Regions from separate parts of the Gasterosteus aculeatus genome. Here region 2 is linked to region 1. The links are chromatin contacts, called in public Hi-C maps. All regions are on one chromosome and are shown on one strand. The core of a region is the stretch at or near the end of the contact, and the rest is flanking DNA. Distances in the headings are between cores, read along the strand shown. Region 1 holds the start of prkd4 (protein kinase D4). Region 2 overlaps gal3st3 (galactose-3-O-sulfotransferase 3).

The links. A called contact is a pair of places that touch in the nucleus more often than the background predicts.
Region 2: a Hi-C map of skeletal muscle shows a contact between it and region 1, with 6 times the contacts expected there. The contact joins the enhancer-like site here to the promoter of prkd4 in region 1. A contact is called at or near these places in 2 of 6 Hi-C or Micro-C datasets (both in skeletal muscle).

Annotation. Positions count from the first base shown.
Region 1 is chr7:3,154,747-3,162,217 of fGasAcu3.hap1.1, forward strand. It overlaps prkd4 (protein kinase D4), which reads left to right and starts at 4,055. Exons shown (of 19, transcript XM_078105578.1): 1 at 4,055-4,159; 2 at 4,359-4,540; 3 at 5,450-5,588; 4 at 5,782-5,913; 5 at 5,998-6,152; 6 at 6,229-6,421; 7 at 6,508-6,591; 8 at 6,701-6,866; 9 at 7,064-7,187; 10 at 7,300-7,377. The coding sequence starts at 4,391. It overlaps klc2 (kinesin light chain 2), which reads left to right. Exons shown (of 14, transcript XM_078105579.1): 8 at 111-160; 9 at 383-450; 10 at 899-1,007; 11 at 1,218-1,364; 12 at 1,473-1,597; 13 at 1,879-1,936; 14 at 2,091-3,845. The coding sequence ends at 2,174.
Region 2 is chr7:3,216,100-3,223,570 of fGasAcu3.hap1.1, forward strand. It overlaps gal3st3 (galactose-3-O-sulfotransferase 3), which reads left to right. Exons shown (of 3, transcript XM_040179640.2): 3 at 1-500. Among protein-coding and RNA genes, the nearest start is that of rin1b, 8.8 kb to the right of the region's middle. Within about 2 kb of position 3,697, at least 1 of the 9 cell types and tissues checked has open chromatin away from gene starts, as enhancers often do.

The DNA of each region.
Region 1 (7,471 bases), core at 2,805-5,304:
CCATCAAACCCTACGGTTTTCTTTACTTAAGGGCAGAGAAGCAGCGCGGCCTCCTAATATCGCTCTCGTGGGTCAAACAGCCTTTCTCTGATTCTTGTGTCCCGCTGCAGATGACAACAAGCCGATCTGGATGCACGCAGAGGAGCGAGAGGAGAGCAAGGTCGGTTGTTCAGCCGGACCTTTTTCATGGCCGCTTATTATGGAAATGGGACTGAACAGCGAAACGAGGCTGATGGAGAACCGCCTGCTGTGCAAATGACCTCGAGGACATTTTCAATAGGCTGTTTAATATGCTAATGTTTGCTGATTGGCTCCTCGTGCTCTCTGCCTCCTTTCATCCCCCCCCCGTGTCCCCCCCCCCCCCCCCGCTGTGTCCCATCAGGGTAAGCGCAGGGACTCTGGGCCCTACGTGGAGTACGGAAGCTGGTACAAGGCCTGCAAAGTGGACAGGTGGGTCGCACATATGAAGCAGATATATCGTTTTTAATCGAGCGGCACATATAATTAATGAATACAACGGTGCTATAAACAGGGTTCGGAGTATCTGCACACAGGCAATAGAGTCAAACCAGCTTGGGGAAATGAATTGTAAATACTGTAGGGATGAAAAATAGAAATCGATGTTTGTCATCAGTGCCGTTTGAGTCACAGAAGGACGTTTTCTCCCAGTTTGTTCCTTTTGAAAAAGAAACACCGTGGCGGTTAAAGTCATGACGCAGGTTTCAGGTTATCGGGTCCTTGAAGCAACAGCAGAGTTAGTTTTAACCTCATTCAAGACGCACCAAAAGGATTCGTTCAGTCATTTTGGTTTAATCATGACTGTGGTTTGTCTGGAACACTGAAGTCGCTGTAACATCCTGTTAGAAGGTAAATACAAGCGTGTTTTCTCTTTTTGCAGCCCCACCGTGAACACCACCCTCAAAAGCCTGGGCGCGTTGTACCGTCGTCAGGGGAAGCTGGAGGCAGCAGAAACCCTGGAGGAGTGCGGCAGCAAGTCCCGTAAACAGGTGCAGCACAAAGGGGCGGAGTCACTGCCGGCGGGGTGGAGGTCTGGGCTCCTTCAACGGGAGCCCGATCCGCTCAGCATGGCTTCCAGCTGTGAGGAAGTAGCCCAGAGGCGATGATCGGCGTAAATGTCGTAGATACGCTGTGTGAAAAAGCTGTGACGTTCCTTTCGATTCTCTCTTTTTAATCACTCGTCTCTTCTCGTCGCTCAGGGGATCGACGCCATCAACCAGAGTAAGGTGGTGGAGCTGCTGAAGGACGGCAGAGGGGGAGACCGACGGCACAGCAGGGAGGGAAATAACGGACAAGCGGGCCAGCGGGGGGACGGCGAGGGCGACGACTCCGCCGAGTGGAACGGGGTGAGGTGACGCCGTCATCCCAAAGCCCCAAACGGGACGCGTTCGTCCCTAATGTCTCCGCTAAGCGCCGACGTGGTGCTGCTTTCGTTTTGTCTCCGGTCCCCTCAGGACGGCAACGGGTCTCTGCGCCGCAGCGGCTCCTTTGGGAAGATTCGCGACGCTTTGAGGAGGAGCAGCGAGATGCTGGTGAAGAAGCTGCAGGGGAGCGGCCCACAAGAACCCCGCAACCCGGGGTGAGACGAGGGGCCTCAGGGCTGCGACCGGCCGACCAACAAACAGGGATTCTTCCTTTACTTTGATACAATATGGTCAAAAGAAAAAAACTCAAGCTTCCTTAGAAACATCCTTTTAACATTGTTGCCAGTAAACAAGTTGACCTTGATGACACATTTATTACACATCATTTACACTCAATCTCTAACCAAACGATCCCTCGCATTCGAGGAGCTTTGTGTTTTGTCTTTAATATTTCTGATATGCTTTTAATTTATAATCATTGTTTTGTTTTGCTCAGAATGAAGAGAGCGAGCTCCCTCAACTTCCTCAACAAGAGCACCGAGGAGACCACACAGGTGTTGTTCTTCTCATATGTCATAGTCCTGCACGAGGAATAGATGTTCTTCCATATTATTATGTTACATTGTATTCAATAACTAAATTAGAATATCATTTCATAATCCACATACTGTGCAACAGTAGTTTTAACCCAACTTGATCGCTTTCCAGGAAGCGAACTCGGGCCTGTCGGACTGCAGGGGACTGAGCGCCAGCAACGTGGACCTATCCAGACGCAGCTCCCTGATTGGCTAGTCCCAGACGGGAGGCGGGCCTCAGGAGACGCAAAGCGCCCCCCCCCACCCCGCCTACCCCACCCTGGTCCGATACACTCGTAGCTCCAAGCGAGATCAAACACTTGCAGCATATTTTCTTTTAGAGAACACAACAAAAAAAAAAAAACCCCGAGTCATTCCCACACTAAACGTCGTCCTGTGAGACACCGAGTCGCTGTACAAACCGCCGCCATCCGCCACTAGAGAGCGTTTATACCCACGAATCAGCATGCCGCTTACTAGAAGCTCTGCACCCGAGCAGCGTCCTCCCATCGCCGGCCAAACGTACGCCGTATATCTCACCAGTAGCACGAAGCGCCCGCTGAGCCCGACTGCATTTCCCCGACGGCCGAGACGATGCGACCCGCTCAAAAGGCGCACAAGACGACGCGAGCAAGGAGGCGTTCGCAACCAACCATTCAAACCTCACGTTTTGCCTTTTTTTTAATGTAAATACAGTTTTAAATTATTCAAATGTTCATTCTTTGTATATAGTGCACTTTTTCTTCTTTTCTGTTTACACTGACGGGTCAAAGAGGTTGATGAGAGGGAGAGAAAGACGAGAGGAGAGGCAACACTGCTGATACATTTGGTACCTCACTCTTTTAAATCTGTCATTTGGAAAAATGGTTCCGTGTAATCTGTTAGAATGTCACTCTGAGGATTAAATGTTTGTCTCCACTGCGCCTCCTACTGGTCACGGGACTGTCCAAGTCATCCGCTTCTCTGTTGGTGGAAAATCTATTTAAAAGGCCCATCGATTTCAATTTAAATTGACAAATAATAAGTCAAATCCAACACAACAATCATTCCTGCGAGGTCCCTTTTCCTCTCGTGGACGTGATGAAGGAAAATACTGTCTGTTTGAATCCGGATGTTTGATGCATCAACGCAGCCGCGGCCTCCTGTTCACCGCCGTCAGCGGGAATCCGTTTTCCTTCGTTTGCCGCCTCTGAATGTGTGACGTGTTTGTACGAAGCAATCGAATGTTGTGCTTCTCCTGTTTTTTTAGATCTGAGCTCTCATGTGGAAAGTGCTGGAAACTGATCATTTGAATGTTTGTTGGATTTTCGGGGGTCCGGGGACCTTTTTTCTGTTTCTCTTCTCCCTTCCCCAAGAGAACCGAATGTACCCGTCTCATTATGCAGAGTCGCCTCATCCCTTCCCGGCCTGTGAGGCCGTGTTTGTAAAGGAGCCTGAGCTGCTAAAGCAGGATGAGAAGTGCTTTAAGTGTCGTCCGCAGCAAATAATGTACGGAATGCTCCTTTTTGTGAAGACGTCGACGCCGCGTAGCTGAGTGATCGCGCTGTAGATTTAAACTATTTAAAGGTCCCAGCGGGTTCCTCTCCTCACCGACGCTAAGCATCCTGCGCTGTGCTCATAACCCGATAACTACACATTCATGCAGTAATGTTGCTCATTTCAACAGCTGAGACACTGAAACAAAAACCAAAGTTTCAAACAAATGTGATTGTTTTTTTTGGTTCTCCAATGCCCAAATATTTGAGGAGGTCAGTTTCCACACATGTGTGTGTGTGGGGGGGGGGGACCTCCTGTAGTGCTGGAGACCCTGATGGATCTGATCGTGAAGCCGTCGACCTGTATTTTATCAAAAATGTTCAATAAATACAAACTCCACTTTTCAAACTACCGCCTGTCTCTTGTACATTTATTTATTTTCTTTATTGACTGACGGGCTGAAGCTGAAGGGGCGTTACCCGTATCTGCAGCTTCCCCAGACGTGCGTGCGTGTGCGTGCGTGTGCGTGCGTGTGCGTGCGTGTGCGTGCGTGTGCGTGCGTGTGCGTGCGTGCGCGTGCGTGCGCGTGCGTGCGCGTGCGTGCGCGTGCGACTTCCTGCCCCGGATGGACGAGCCCCGCGGAGAGGAACGCAGACGCAGCAGAGCGCACGTCGAGCGGCTGCAGCCGTCACATCGGGGTCACAGACGGAGCTCCACGCACGCCAGGTGAGGAAGTACGGCCCCTCACGTGGACTTTTCCCAGGTGTTCATGTGGAAAGTTAACAGAACCCCCCCCCCCCGACGAGTCTGATCAGGATGCTGTGAATTCACTTCTGTTGCGTCTTTAAACGGGTCACTTGCTAAATTTACGCAGAAGAGCCGCGCGTATAACCGCGTTTCTTTTCCGTCAATGTCTCGTCCGCAGACTCGTCCCATGCTGCCGCGGGACCGTCCTCCATGTTCGCAGCGACTCCCTCCGGTCCCACCGGCCCCTCGGCTCTGGTCCAGTTCCAGCTGGGCCTCTTCAGGGAGGTGGTCCGGGTCCCCGCCGGCAACCGGACCTACCGCCATGCCAAGAGGCTGGCCGCCGAGATCATAGAGCGCAAGGTAAGAGGTCTCCTTCCGCGCAGATGTTTCCTCATGATGGGAGAGGCTCCGTTCCTTCTGGACCCCCCCCCCCCCCCCCCCCCCGCTCATCTTAATACACCTGATCTAACGAGGCGGAAACACGTTGTCTCAATCATCACGGGACGGGTAGTTAACCGACATTCGGGACCCTGAAAGCACTCGCGTGGGTTTACGGTGGGGAAGTAGCTGCTCGTGTTCTCAGCAGGGCGCTTTGTAAGCGGGGCTGAGGTCAGGCGCGCGCCCCCCTCGGGAGGCGCAGGTCTTCGCGCCGACGCGGATGCAGAAACCTTCTGCGGTCGCGAAGAGCGAAGCAAACTTTCCAACCACAGCGTCTCCTCCCCCCCGCTGTCTGCAACGCGCACACGCGGTCTGCCTCGCTCAGTTTCCAGGCAGAAGGTCAGCTGCATCTCCACCTCTTTCATCTTCACAGTTTGATGGCCAGAAGGACACATTCCCATATCGCATCGTTTTTCAATGGCACTTTTCTAAAAAAAATGCATCTGCAGGACCTCTGTGATTCTGTCCCTCCCCACTACCCGACCTTCCTCTGAAGGACTCCTGCACCGTGAGAATGATCTCAGCCGCCTGTGGTCCTGTTTGATCTCCCCTCTGCCGAGCACAGCGAGGTCGTTCGCAGAAGCGTCCTGCAGAGTCCTGCTAGATGTGTGGTTTAAAAAAAAAAAAAGTATCTCGCACTGAATCGTCTTCTTTCTGACCACACGACAGTAACTCACTCAGTTACACGAGTTGCACGCAAATTTGGGAGATTTGGTGTATGTGATGTTTGCTGTTTCTCTGTATTAACATATAGAGATCTGTGCATGAGCTAATTGCTTCTAGCAGCACTGGTAAGTGTGTGTGTGTGTGTGTGTGTGTGTGTGTGTTCAGGCTCCAGACTGCAGCGTGGTCGGCGTCGGGGAGAAAACCCTCCTGTTCAGACACCAACCCTCCTCGGAGCAGCGGCTGCTTCGCCTGACGGAGGAGGACGAGCTGCAGGATGGAGACTTCATCGAGGTCATCATCGCAGGTCGGCCCCGAAAAAAAGGGAACCCCGTTGTTTAAAAAGGATATCCAAACTGAGTGCACGTTGTCCGTCGTGAGGGGGGGGGGGGCTTAAGAAGTTCCCCCACTGATTCCTCTGGTGGCGTCGAATAGAAACACTGAGTGAAGGTGTATTTAACCCGCGGCGCTGACTGTTCTCCGCCCTCTGTGCGACTCAGGATCGGCGTCGGTGACCGAGATGAGGATCCGCCCGCACGCCCTGGTGGTCCACTCGTACCGGACCCCCACCTTCTGCCACCACTGTGGAGAGATGCTGTGGGGCCTCGTCCGGCAGGGGTTAAAGTGCGACGGTAAAAGCAGCAGCCGCCGCCGCTCGCCGCTCGCTTCCCGTCACCGGCTGCGAGGAAAATGAATATTTGTTGTGTACCCTGCAGGCTGCGGGTTGGACTTCCACAAACGCTGCGCTTTCATGTTGAGCAACGACTGCAGCCGCGCGCGGCGTCAGGTCAGCACCAGCCTCTCCCTGTTCCCGCCCCGCCGCCCGCGGACGCACTCCCTGTCCAATCAGGCGGGCGGCAGCCTGGAAGAGGTAAAGCCAGCGTGACGAAAGCCGCTTCCGTTTCCTCCTGGAGCCTGTTCCTCACCGTCCGTCCGTCCTCCCCCAGATCAGCATGTCCAAGGCCTCCAGGCCCGTGTCCTGGGTCGAGCCCCCCGTCTGGCTGGGGATCGGCTACGGCGACATGGCCGGGGCTCAGGTCCCTCACACCTTCCACATCCACAGCTACACCAAACCCACCGTGTGCCAGCACTGCCACCGGCTGCTCAAAGGCCTCTTCAGACAGGGGCTGCAGTGCTCAGGTAGAGAGGGGGGGAGGGGGGTCGGGGGTCAACGTTCCCACCTTTAGGTCGTGCTATGAAGAGCAAGTTAACCGATTCCTCCTCAGACTGCAGATTTAACTGCCATCGGCGCTGCGAGCTGCTGGTCCCCAGAGACTGTCCCGGGGAGAGGAGGCCGTCCCACGGGGAAGGTGAGCGTTTCGCTCCTGACCGGACGGATGCAGGGGGGGGCGGGGGGGGGGGGGGGTGTGGGATTATTAGCTGTCAGACGTCAGCATGTTGAGCCCGTGGCTTTCACAGAATGCACAGCGGCGGGCCCCGGCCGCCCGGCGGACCCGGAGGACAACGACTCGGAGCTCACCAGCACGACGACACTAGAAGTCTCCGACGACGAGATGTCCACGGACGGAGACCGGGCGCCCGAGACGAAGGACGAGGAGGAGGAGGAGCAGCGGGAGCCGATGAGGTCAGAGGGCCGCTAATTTATTCTGACGATGTCGTCGCATTTTAAAGGTGACTCATCGTTCCCGTCCTCTTAGCGTCTCTGAATTCTATTCTAAATGGGCCGCGCGCTTCCCGCCACCTAGAGGCCCTCGGTAGGTACTGCAGGGCCGAGGCGCTCCACCCTAAACCCGCCTCTTCTGTCTCCTGTCGCTCCGTCAGTCCGTGCTTCAGCAGCAACATCCCCCTGATGAGGCTCGTCCAGTCGGTGCATCACTCCAAGAAGAGAGCGGGAGGAGTCCTGAGGGAAGGATGGCTGCTGCATCACACCGACACGGACACGCTGGTGAGACGCGCACACGCGTGTGCTGATGGGGGACGAGACCCTGGAGTGTTTCGGGACGACACACTTACATGCGCTTTTTCGTTTCCTGTCCTCTTTGCGCCTCGTGAAACAGAGGAAACGTCATTACTGGATCCTGGACTGGAAGAGCGTCACCTTGTACCAGAACGAGAGCAGCACCAAGTACTACAAGGTCGGCGCTGCAGCAACATCACCGCATTTACACGTTTAGTCTGGATGGGTTAGTTTGTTTTTTGCACTTTAAGTGCTTGAAAAGTAGAATAAAC
Region 2 (7,471 bases), core at 2,447-4,946, 61 kb after region 1:
GCTTATGACCCATCCGAGGCTGTGAATCTCTCTGATCGCTGCTCTGATTGTACAAGTCGTTCGCCCGGCTGTTCTGTTTTTATTTTTCTCAACGCGGCGAAGCTGTTGGGTTTTTCTTTTCTTCCGTACGCTGGGAAATAAAACTTCTTTCTCGTGGTGTCAGGCACGTTTATTTGGTCTCTGCTGAGCCGCCATGTCGCAGGGAAGTGAAATCGACGGGTTCATTGCCGTTGGGGGAAGGTGACGTACTCAATGATTATCTGACTGTATTTCCCCAAATGGCCACTTTTGATCTGCTCATCTATTTCCGTCTTCTGTCGAAGGACTTATCTGTGAGACGGGCTCCCCCCCCCCCTCGTTATTGTGGTTGGGTGCGAATGTTAGGGCGAGTGATGGGGCTCTGATCAAATGGCCAATGACAATCAGAGCTACGGGCCCCAAAGCTTTGTAATGATGGACTGTGAATGTTACAAATAAAGTTTGATCGATTCCAATTCTTCTGCCCTTGGACCCGTTTTGTGTCGTTTCTCTCTTCAATGCAGATTTATTCTGATGTGCGCTGACTTGAATTATTCAGTATTTTAGAGCAAAGCACATAACACGCAGAGACGGTTGCCCAATTAGGATTCTGATTCTAAACTGGTTTGCTATTTCCCCAAAGACCCAAAAACCAAACTCCTCGTCCTGCAATCAGTCGTTTGAATTTACCTCCGTAGCAAATGAGGGAACAAATTGCTGTTTGGCACAAAAACAAAATGCAAAGCGGTTTGATGTGGCTGTGATTGAAGCAATCATGATGCCTCCCGCCTCCTGCCTGTCTGTCATTATGGCCGGCTGTTGCCATAGCGGCCCGCCGGCCTCCGGACCAGCTGCCTCCGGCCTCTTTTTCCTCGCGCATCTCTGCTGCCTCGCTTCTTGTTCACGTAGTTACGATCACAGCAATCGTTGGGACAACAGCGGTCGCAGAAAACGAAGCGGCGAACGAGAGAAACAAACAGAAATGTAAAGTTTAATTCACGTTCCTCCTGTAATGGGAAAATGATATGTAACCCTTTTAAATGCTTCATTTGTATAACCAGTTTATTAGTTGTGCTTTGTGATCTAAGTGCTTAGATCACAAAGGCCCTGACATAAGAACTGATGTCTCCCTCTTGGATTAGATGGTTCCAGCAGTCATAGCTGTAGAGATTGAACAAAGTGTTTGTTATGTCTATGACCACCTTTGTTTAAGCATGTTGGGAGAGCAAGGACACGGTCAAAGAACTGACGTGTCTTACATGGATAAGATGTTCCCAGTACCCTGACTGTAAATACTCAACAAGATGGTCAAAGGTTTCTGTTGACGCCACCGATATCTAAACTTAGGTATAAGAACTGCCTCGATGTGTTGGGGGCATGAAGGAGGTTCTTGACAGTCTACTGACCACGTAGCTGTTGTGACCCTTTTTCCCTTGCAAGGAAATAAACGGAGAAAAGACATACTTGACTCAGAGCCTTTGTTTCTTACTTAACGATTGTTTGTGCAAAATCTTCCACCACACTCCTGAAACAAAATTCCGAGTCTTAAGACCACAACCAAGCAAAGCCGTGAATAACAAAACAACGTAGTGAAAATAGACATAAAACATAACCGGTTGGTAACGTGAATCTGTTGGTCCGTCCACTGCTTTGCTCCTAACGGAAATATCTCTACAAATATGTTGTCCAATGTCCCGACATGCACCACGGGCTTTGTGCTAATTAGCAAATGTTATCAGGCCATTAAGCTAAACCAACAGGGAGAAGATCATAGCTCATTAGCCTTAGCATGTTAGCAATGTCATGCTAGGTCACAGCAGAACTAGTTATGCTAAATGTGTGAAGCAGATGAATGCTTTGGTTTCCCATCGGCTACTTATCAGCAAATGTACTGATTTAATGAAAGCTCAGATGAGTTTTTGGATGCAGCAATTACAAAAAGTAGGCGTTCAATGTGGTTGTTGAACGAAATATTTACGTAAACATTTTGCTGTTCTGATTAGACTTTGCAAATAAACGCCGCTTGAAACAAGGGTAGCGTGACATTTCAAGTATTCATGCCGGTGTAATCGAGAGATTGCGTCCATCCTGCCTCACATGAATGTACCATTAGAGAAAGACCCCCCCCTCCCACACACACACACACACACAGAAAACAGCTAATAAGATTGTCAGAGAGAATAATAGACCACTCATGGGGGGATCGGGCTACGCGCACTCACAGGACCACACTGAACTCGCTGACAGCACATAAACAAACATCACGCACACCAACGCATCAAATCTCCCTCTAATGCATAAATAGGCTCTCACACGCGCTCATAAACAGACACAAACAAACATGCAAAAACACTCCAGAATGCGTTCCGTTAATCCCGTAACCCGCGCGGTTCGGCGTTGCGCGCTCGCCGCTCAGCGCAGCAACGTTCCGTGATTATGAATTTGAAAAGTGGGTAAACGGCCGCGGCGTAACTCGAGCGCTTTGCCCTGATTGCGCTTTGATTGGGCCTAAAAAGCCAAGCGCCCGTTCGTCTCCGGGGAGAAAGGTCCTTTCCAGCCGCTGTGTGTTCCAGGTCCGCTGTAACGGCAAAGGGTGCACGGCCCTCGGGTCCAGAAGGTTCACAGCCCAGCGGCGGTTCCGTTAGCCGCGACTCCCTCCTGTCTCCCAATTCACAGAGAATTACGACATCAGACAACTTTTTGACGATGACGTCTCGCACTATTTCACCGTGTTTGGTTTCAAAATATCTCTGCTTTGCTTTGCTGATCACAGACCTTGGGCTTGGACTTGAGTGTTAATTAAAGACTTGAAGTGATTTTCCTTTGAAAACCGATAACGAGAAAAATTGACTTTGTGTAGTTTTTTGTTTGAGGACTTTTTTTAAAAACCAAACCAAACCCTCCATCGCTTCTTGTCTTCATAAGACAACGTGTGTTTTGGTGCTATTTGCTCACTTGTTACCCAGACGCTCTTTCTACGCACCGCTGCAACATTTGTCGAGGCCGAGTTGGCGACCGATGTTGCGAGCTAAATGCAGTCCAGCTCTGTGAGTCACAAGGAGGCACGGCAGCACCGAAGGTCTCTATGAATCCCTCCTTTTTGGTGAGTCATACGCGTGTTGGAACAATACAGGCGGCGAGGAGGCCCCCGGGTGGGCGGCCTGTTAACGCGCGCTCGTCCCGTCTGCGAGGAAACCCTCCGCCGGACATCGGAGGCCTAACAGTTGTTGCTCGCCCGTCTGCGGAGGAGGAATTTATAGTTTCTCCAAAGGCGGCCGTTACGTGATTGAGGGAGACGGACCTCGACCGGTGGAGACCAAGATTTTTTCTGGGCCGAAAACTATCAAACGTAGCAGAGCATTCCGGGCACTTTTCTCTTTGCCAGTCAGACGCTATTATACCGTACTGTAACGTCGGCGGTGCAGCTGAGATGAAAGCCGGATTCACTCGTTCAGCAACAAAGATCGTGTCCAAAACAGAATAAGCAAGTAGGCAAAAAATCCCTGAAAGTCAGACAGGATGAAAGGACAAGAAGGCTGAATATATAAAGCTCGAGTGTCACCGTTACACCTGTGAGTGTATCCTTTGTTTGTTGTGCCTGTTGGCTCTGCTCAGGTGTGCTGCATTGCTAAACGCGGGGGCACTTAGAGGCCCCAGTGCAGCTAAATATCCTCCTGTTCAGGTTGTTTATGTTAATGAATTCCATGTTTTTTAGAGTAATCATTAATTCAGATAATAGATAAATTCACATGATTCCCCTTGTTGGGTGTTTGCATGAATAAACGGCTGGAGATCGCATGCTAACGTACCGCGTGCTACATGCTACAGCAAAGCAGGGTGTGCTGCATTCTGCCTGCTAAAGTACTACTTAGTTGTTTGGATAAGAACACCAAACTTTGTTTGCTTGAAAACATATTAAATCCTCCACTCCGTTATGTAACTATATGGACGGTTACACACACACACACACTTTGATGGAGCCATTGCATCCCACATGCACTCAATTATTAGTCAGAAAAACACATTAAAAGGCACACACACACAGACACACACACACACAACCCCCCTCTTGTCTTTGCCCACCTGCAGGGATCTCCGGCGGCTGAATCCACCTACGGGCTCCGTTGTTTACCGAGACTCCCGTGACCCCGGTTCAAAGCCTCATGCTTCCCTCCGAGTCTGAAACCGCCACTCCGCCCCCCCCCCCCCCCCCCCGCGCCCGCTGCCCACACAGGAGCTGTGATTCCGAATAAAACAAATGAAACGCTTTGTTCTCTGAGGAGTGGAGCCCGCTCGATATTGGAATAAAAATAAGAGAGAGGAGCGGAGGGGAATCGCGCGTTTCTTTTCGGGAGACGAGACGGAACCGACGCGAGGGGGCGTCGGGGGCCAGAGACTCGGCGACGCGCGTTCGTGGGGAAGTTCGGCGAGTACACTTCGAGGTCGAGGGGAATCACGTGTTTTGCCGCACGTGCGCCCGGGTTGGTCTGGCGGGGGCCGTCGCGCCTTCGCCATCGGGCTGGCGGTGTGGAGCGCCCCTCCGTTAGCGTTTGTTAGCTCCCAACGTCAAGGCGAGGCGCCAAAGAGCCATCGGAAATGGGACGAGAGAACTTTTTCTGCTCTTCGTCTCAAAGCACCGGCAGGGAGACAGTTTGCGGCGTGTGTGTGTTCCGCCAACTCGCCGGTTAACCGGTTAAGCCGCGCGAAAAGCGAAGCGGAGAGACAGGAGCCGCCTGAATAATTGGTTCCAGTTGTTGAATCAGAGCCCTTCCCTGCGTGCCTGCTGGGTAAATTACTGGTGTTCCTCACACGCGGATAAATGAGGTTCAAGCTGCTCAGCTGTTTGCTGGGAGGAGGACAATTAAATCTACACAATGCCGAGAAAACTTTTCCCACGCGGCGCCCCCCCCCCCCCCCCACCAAACGCGACTAGCTACAGCGCCACAGGCCGGGTCGCCTGCGTCTTCTCGTCGCGGCAGCCGCTGACGTGGGAGCGTTGCGTAACAGCCCCGGGGTGGGGGAGGGGGGGGGGGGCAAAGTGCTAAACTCTTCAGGTCTGAAGTGCCGACAAACCCAATCGGCCCGCCGACGCAGGTGTTTCCACTCGTCTCGCTTGATTAGAGCTCCGCTCTGTAGGTGTGAACATGCCGCCTGTTCATCGGCGCCTCTCCTCCCGCGGCAGGTTACACCTGGTAGGCGTGAGACAGATTACGCCTTCGGCCTTCTTCATTAGTGCGGCCCCGTCTGATGATTCGTTTTCCAGCGGCGATCCGCCAAAATAAAAGTCTGACTGAGAAATAGACCATCAGATCAAATAGACAGCCGGTCGGTAATCCCGCCAAAATAAAAGTCTGACTGAGAAATAGACCATCAGATCAAAGAGACAGCCGGTTGGTAATCCCGCCAAAATAAAAGTCTGACTGAGAAATAGACCGTCGGCGCAACGCGGACAGCCGGTCGGTAATCCCGCCAAAATATGTCAAGAACTTTTTCAACCTGGTTACGCCTGCTGAGGGGATTTTTACTCAAGTGTCAAAAAAAAGGGACGACTTAATGTGATGCATCTCAATGCCTGCTGACTTCTCCTGCAGCGCCCCCCTCAGGTGAACTACGGTGCACGTGGTAAACGGCATACGACCACATGTCCGCTTTGTGATCGAGGTGAGCATCTTATTTCCGTGAAGCTGACCAAGTCCTACCTTGTTATTGGACCTAAAATCGTCCTCTCCCCCATAACTCTAATGAACGTCCTCTCTGAACACGCGCAGCCTGCAGGCGCCCACCGAGCTGCTAGATGTTGAATGTTACGGAGTTCTTCACTTTGATGGATTCCACACACCGACGCCTACGGCGGAAGACCTTTTTCCGTTTTTTGTGCCTTTTTTTTCTCCCTCCGTAACGGTCCAATGAAACCGAGACAGCAGGCGGTGTCGGGGAGACCGCGGAGTCATTAAACCTCACGCAGACCTGTCTGCAAAGGAGGAAGACGGGCGGGTAATTGGGAGAGAGGAAAATGCAAATAGTTATCCGTTTAGAGGACGCGGGGGTTGTTTTGTGCGTGGCGAGGCGGGCAGTGAGGCTTGTGTGTGTTTTTGTGAGTGCGTTTTAATGGAAGTGGTTGTTTTCTTTTTTGTCGTCTTTGTGTCTTCTCCCCGAGCGGTTGATGTCATTCAGTAGCCGAGCGGAGGAGCGACTCCGGTTTCCTGAGCTCACAAAGGAAATAACGACCCCCTCTGTTGCAGCAGAGACCATGGCGGGCCTGACAGGGGACCCCTCGACCCCGGCTCATTATCAGCCCCCCCCCCATCGGCCCCTCTTCAATCCCCTGACGGTGTTGTGTGTATTAGTATGCGTTGCCAAAGATGCTCAAAAACTATTAAAAAAACATAATGTTGACAAAAAGAAAATCATCAAAGGAGGACTTCAGCAAGGATTAAAGTGTAAATCCATCGGCGACCCCCCTCGCACCCTCTCTCATCTTCTTCCCGGGGTCTTTGTGGTTGTGTTGTGCAAAACCCGGAGACGTGCTGCCGGGCCGAATGCGGCCCTCGTTTCTATAATGCAGCAGACGAGCGCAGCTGAACGTCCTTCAGAGGACTCGACTCCTCACCTGTACCTCCTGAAGTCACCCGAGACACAACAAGTAACTCTGTTTTATGGGTTTTCAGCAGATTTTCACTGTAAATAAACTGGTTTTATGAGGTTTAAGAAGATTCTCACTTTGGTTTTCTTTCCCCAAGCAACTAAAAGGTGGTTTCAAGGATAAAGATAAAGGGGCTGAAAGGGTTTAGAGGGTATCTATGGATGGGACTTCAGCATATGGGGCTTTTCCTCAGTTCCTCATTTTATTAACTGTCCGTGTAAAGTCACAATTTGTCTTTTAACAGGATTCAGCACAGAAAATCTGCTTCTTGAGAAAAATGCGTTACTTGTATCTAAACAAACAACTAATAAAGTTGACCATCAACAAGATCCTTCACTACCTGCCGGCCTAGACGTTGTTGGTGTGAAGGCTTCTGATCAGCAGAGCGTCTGATAGAAGCACTTGGTTATCGAACAGAGAGACAGAGAGACGCTGGTGGGGGGGGGGGGGGGGGGGGGCGTCGCCGTGGCCCCCGAAAGGCCTCCGGGGGTCGCGGATTTGAACAAAAAGACAAATGAGCGGTTACAAGAGGACGGAGAAGAGGGGAGTAACCGGACCCCCTCGCTGGCTTTGCATTCACATTAAAGAACTACTCTCTGCTACTTTTACACCCCCCCCCCCCCCCCCCCCCCACCCACCCAGCCTCTCCACGGACACACACAATCTAAACACACACACACACACACACACACACTCCCCTGAAAGACAGCTTTCAGAATTGGATTACCAGCTCTGAATGGGGTCGGTTCCCCTCCGCTGGGTTTCGTCTCCATCCCCTGCCGGGACTAGTGGTCCACCCACACACACACT